Regions from separate parts of the Danio rerio genome. Here region 1 is linked to region 2. The links are chromatin contacts, called in public HiChIP or PLAC-seq maps. All regions are on one chromosome and are shown on one strand. Each heading gives the region's core, a stretch centred on a gene start, on an enhancer-like site or on the middle of the called end of the contact. The rest is flanking DNA. Distances are from core to core; before and after follow the strand shown.

The links. HiChIP or PLAC-seq counts read pairs in DNA pulled down with a chosen protein or histone mark.
Region 1: a contact with region 2 is called in an H3K4me3 HiChIP or PLAC-seq map of gastrula embryo, with 3 times the contacts expected there. The contact joins the promoter of gata2a here to the enhancer-like site in region 2. A contact is called at or near these places in 7 of 18 Hi-C or Micro-C datasets (caudal fin, embryo, hematopoietic stem cells and 2 more) and 3 of 4 datasets of contacts at active chromatin or transcription factors (caudal fin, embryo and gastrula embryo).

Annotation. Positions count from the first base shown.
Region 1 is chr11:3,954,781-3,957,480 of GRCz12tu, forward strand. gata2a (GATA binding protein 2a) reads right to left here and starts at 1,365. Exons shown (of 6, transcript NM_131233.1): 1 at 1,209-1,365; 2 at 596-1,030. The coding sequence starts at 821. All of the region lies in intron 26 of pbrm1 (polybromo 1), which reads right to left.
Region 2 is chr11:3,829,948-3,832,647 of GRCz12tu, forward strand. The region is part of intron 26 of pbrm1 (polybromo 1); the gene reads right to left. Among named protein-coding and RNA genes, the nearest start is that of itih3a.2, 90 kb to the left of the region's middle. Within about 2 kb of position 1,309, at least 3 of the 62 cell types and tissues checked have an H3K27ac peak or open chromatin away from gene starts, as enhancers often do.

The sequences.
Region 1 (2,700 bases), core at 115-2,614, 120 kb after region 2:
CATCAACAACAATAACAAATAATTAAATGTGCATATCTGTGGTTAAGCATCCATGCGTCTCAGCCACAGGACAGTCCCGTGATTAGGCCGCGCAATACGGTTCGTAAAAGCTAACAGCGCAAATAATCTAAATTTTACAAGACACAACATGGCTGCACTAAAATGAATCGTAAACGCCCCCCAAAAATTGAATAAACCGTATCAACAATGTCAAGTTTGTTTACTAAACTTTTAAACATAACAAAAAAGTATATATATAAAATTAAATATTTTTTACCACAAAAATGGCCACCAATTTATAGTGAACTGTATATACCACACATTTAAATAGCCTAAAAATAATAAATAATTTAACAATAACAATACAAATGTTATTTCAAACACTTCACACAGAAGTTCACATTTGGCTACTCGATAATAAATCAACATCAGTAGGCCTGTAATTCATAAGACATTTCAATTCATAATGAAAGTGTGACTAAAATATGTCCTAGAATTTACAATATCCACAAGAATTATATTGTTACTAAAAACTGTACTCCAAAAATGTTATGTAGCCTTTAAAAGATATATATTGACGTAAAATGAATCCTACCGTGCGCTTGTCCGTACGATACTCTAGCCCGAGAGTTGGAGTAGTAGGGGTTCCCCTGCGAGTCCAAGTGATTCAAGAACACATCCACCTCGTCCGGGGGTAGAAGAGGGGCCATGGGCTCCATGTAATTGTGTGTAAGCCCGTGATGATGTGACTCTGGGTGCTGGCCATTGAGTACCGCATGATGGTGGGCCATCCATCGAGACTGATCGGCCGCAACCTCCATCTCAAGTGTCCGCGCTTAGAAAATGCTTGGAAAAGTTTACTTGACACTACAGACCCGAAAGCACCACTATAGTCCGTTAGATTATTAAAATATCTGTCGTTAGCTTAATGCTTCAGGTGGCGATGCTCTGTTTACTTTCTGAGCATGCTTTTATTTTTGAAGGAGTGTAGAGGTCCTGCTTCTTTGCATTCAAGGGTGGCCAGGGACACCTGTAAGAGAATAACGGATAGAAGCATCTCAGTGTTGACGTTAAACACAGTGCAAGACAGATCTTAATTCACACGACGACGCCTCAGTTAATATAAGTAGGCTAACTTTTGTAGTCAATCAATTAAATCGCTCAATTAAATTGCTCGCAATTTCAAATAACTACCGGGAAGTACTCACGGCGCAAAGTTGCATTTCAGCACTCCAATCCTGCGTTTATTTTTCCCGTGTTAGTCCTGCGCAAAGAATGTTAATCCTCAAGATGCCTGTTGACGTTCGTAATTCGCCACTGGTTTAAATTGTCCACAGCCCGATTGTTAAAGTCTCCCTAAAACTCTGCGTCTGTCTGAAGCGGAGAGAAGTCTCATTAATGAATTGTGCCTGTGTACTGTCGGAACTGGCGCCAGTAGATTCCATATCTTACGAACATGGGCGGGGACACGAGCTGGCAGTGAGCGCCCCGGGAACCAATAGCAGAGCGCGCTGACTGCCATTGGCTCGGACAGCATGCTTTCCGAAATGCCACGGCGACTGTCGGCCTACTGCTCCACATCCAGAGAGCTGAGAGACTCATCATTCAGCGCAGCAATTTATTGAGATCTTTTTACCCTTTTTAGAGCTTCACGTTGATGGTGTGTAATGATGTCTTTTTACTCAAATGCTAACAGAAAAGCCTAAAATCTAAGTTGCAGCCTAATGCTATTTTTTAAATTTATTTTTAGGACATTAAATGATGTGAATAATATAATTATAGACTTGCAGGATTATATTTAATTTTTAATTGTGCAGAAATGTATTAAAATGCCTCTATTCTATTAATGAATGTCGATTTGGCCTATTGCATTCATAATATTCATTTGTTTTAAATATATATTGTGATTACGAGCTGTTCCCTGACCATTAACATTAGCTTAAAACAACAAAACCTGTAACACTGAAGTGTCACATGAGATATGTGCCTAATGCAAGCAAACTCAACTCCTAGCACCTCAGGCATTAATTGGGGAGGAGTATTTTATGGTCTCTAAATTGGGGGCTATTGTTCTTGCGCGTCTAATAGTTTTAAATGAGTTGTCACCACATTCTTCTTGTGAAAACACTGTCTTTGTATGCCGTTTCAAGCGATCAAACGTCACTTTACATATTAATAGCGAGCCCGTCTCTTGGTGGTGCCGACAGGTCGCATGGGCAGGTCCAAATAGAGCCAATTGGTGGCCATTAGGGCAGCTTCGTTGATTCTTGCGTACAATTATCTCGTGGCAAAACAAGCAGCAGGCTCGCCCACCGCAGGCAGAAAGACAGAACGTCGCCAATTAGTTTGATAAGCGTTTAGATAAACTGTGGATGCAGGTTAGTCAGCTGAACACCTCATTTGCATAGAGGGTTTAATAAATTGTTACTGTTTGCACCCATCAATAATACATTTTCTTAATCAATTTAGTCGAAAAAAAACGCGTTTCAAATTTGTTAAGCAGAAGTTGCTTACTAATTACATGCAATGTAAGCTCCAATTCAAATAATCTAATTCAAATGAGCAGTGATTTTTAACAGAAAATCATCGTGTGTATTTCTAAAATGGATACAGTGCTACAAAGTATAGCTACTTTGTATTGCTGAATTTAGCTACTTTGTGTTGCTGAATATAGCTACTTTGTGTTGCTGAATTTAGCTA
Region 2 (2,700 bases), core at 59-2,558:
ATCTGGAATAAACTGGAATAAAGAACGGCTTGTTGCTTCGCTGTGGGTGGTTTCACCAAAGGCCATAAACCCGAATTTATGCTACATGTGGATTCAAATAGACTTACAGAGTCACAATTAAAAACAAAAAAAACCTAATCACGCTCTGTAGCATTCGACTTTTATATAGCCTGATAAGTTGATAGATTTTATCTTTGGCGTTATTTGGTGAAGCCTAACATCTTGCACTTGAATAAGATCCGTTAAGATAGTACTTTAAAGCCATTCGGAAAACACTCATTTGCAAGGAGTTCTAAAGTAGGAACTGTTCAGATCACGGACCCTGGTGATTTCAGACTCGCCTGACCAAAAAGATCAAGAAAACGGACTACGATTACCATAACTGGTATGTCAACATGTGCTGAATTCGACCAGCCTTGGCCCAGAGGCAGCGTTTATAAGCATAACTTAAGATCATATCAACAACACTGACATTCAAGTATGCTCATAATATGAGCAGTTACACTAAAGACAAGACGGCACTGTTGATCATATCATTAATAGTCAAACATACTGTCGTTTTCTCACAATAATAAAATCTTTTTGTATGCTAGAGTACATCCACTGGCCATTCCATAGCAAACAGCAGCCATTTCAAGTATATCAAATCAAATGTATTGGTAATTAGTTAGTATAGGTTACAGTTCAATGTATTAACAAGCTGTTAACTAACACTACTAACTTAACCCTTTAATAGTTGCCAGCATTTTGAATATAGACATGAAAATTACGTTCAGCTTCAATGATTGCCAGTCTTTAACACTTTGGTGCAAAGATTTAAGCTTGGTCTTATTTTAAATATGTCAAACTGTAGGTTAATTGAAAGTGAAAGTTCAAAAAGTTAAATAAAATAAAAGTCCTTAAGTTTATACAAACATATAATAATATTGACCTCAAGGTGTTTTTTTTTTTTAAAGCTTTTTTTATTCTAGCCAAAATAAATCAATAATGACTTTCCCCTGAAGAAGAAGAAAAAAATAATATAGGAAATACTGTGAAAAATGTCTGAATCTGTTAAATATCATTTGGGAAACATTTGAAAATGAAAAAAAAAACAGGAGGGCGAATAATTCTGACGTCAACTGTATGCAGTGCGTGCAATACTGTATGGGTTTATGAGTAAAAACAAACTCTTTTCAAATTTCTCTCTCTCTTTCTCTCCCCTGTTTTTTTTCTCACCCTTCCTCTTGTCCCCTGCCCCCACCAGGCTGTAGCAGCGCTGATAGGCATCTCTGCTGGAGTCTGCCTGTGTTTCTGCAGACAAACTGCCTCCACCAGCCACACTGTTCTGCCTGGGAACCCTCCATGAACCCTCCACTCCTTTATTGCCCCGTCTACCCCTGCACACGAGCCTCTGCGCCAGCCTGCCCTCCGCCCACACCAGGCCACGACCAGACTCTCACACAGGTCAGAGTTCAGCTGCGTTCTTCCACTCTGAAGTACTGTACAGTAAAACAAAAATAGCCTGCCAGAACATGACATGCGCTCGCATTGTGTTTCTACTGTGATGCAAGCATGCAGAATTAAAGGTAACAAATCTGTCACTGGGGTGGTGCCTTTTTCGAAAGGTAGAGTTTTGTACGGTACAGGTGGACATTAGTAGCTTTAGGGTACCCTTTTGTACCTTTAAAGGGCACCTAGGTTACCCGTTTTTTCAGATTTAATATAAGTGTTTTGCGTCTCCAGAATGTGTCTGTAAAGTTTCAGCTCAAAACACCCATCAGATTTTTCATTATACCTTTTACTAGATCCTGTTTCATACATCTTTCCACTAGGAGGTTTTGTCGTACTGCGCCTTTAAGGCGAGTCCGTCCCGCCTACCTTTTCTACGTGTCTTTTTGCGTGATCAACTTACTCTTGATCACATTTAATGAAGACTGATGATCCTTCAAACTGAACAGATCTTTTATTTCCGGTTGCTTTGCCCACGTCTGGTCTTGTTGACATGATTATACACGTGACTACCATGACATGTTTAATGCAACAGCTGTCAATCAATTCGAAAACCGCTCCAATTGATCCACCATTTTTATGTTGTTAAATTGAAATAAAAAAGGTCTGGATGTGTTTATAATATTAATAATTCCTTACATTTATATAGCGCTTTTCTGGGCACTCAAAGCGCTTTACACAATGGGGGGAATCTCCTCATCCACCACCAGTGTGCAGCATCCACCTGGATGACGCGATGGCAGCCATTTTGCGCCAGTCCGCACACCAGCTAATTGGTGGAGAGGAGACAGTGATGAAGCCAATTGAATATGGGGATGGTTTGGAGGCCATGATGGACAGAGGCCAGTGGGCAGATTTGGCCAGGATGCGGGGGTTAAACCCCTACTCTTTTTAAAGGACATCCTGGGATTTTTAACGACCACAGAGAGTCGGGACCTCGGTTTAACGTCTCATCCGAAAGACGGTGCTCACTGAGCAGTATAGCGTCCCCGTCACTATACTGGGGCATTAGGACCCACACAGACCGCAGGTTGGGCGCCCCCTGCTGGCCTCACTAACACCACTTCCGGCAGCAACCTAGCTTTCCCATGTGGTCCCCCATCCAGGTACTGACCGGGCGCAGCCCTGCTTAGCTTCAGTGGGCGACCATGTGAGAGTTGCAGAGAGCTAGCTGCCGGTGTTTATATCACCTTAATATGACTGTCTACA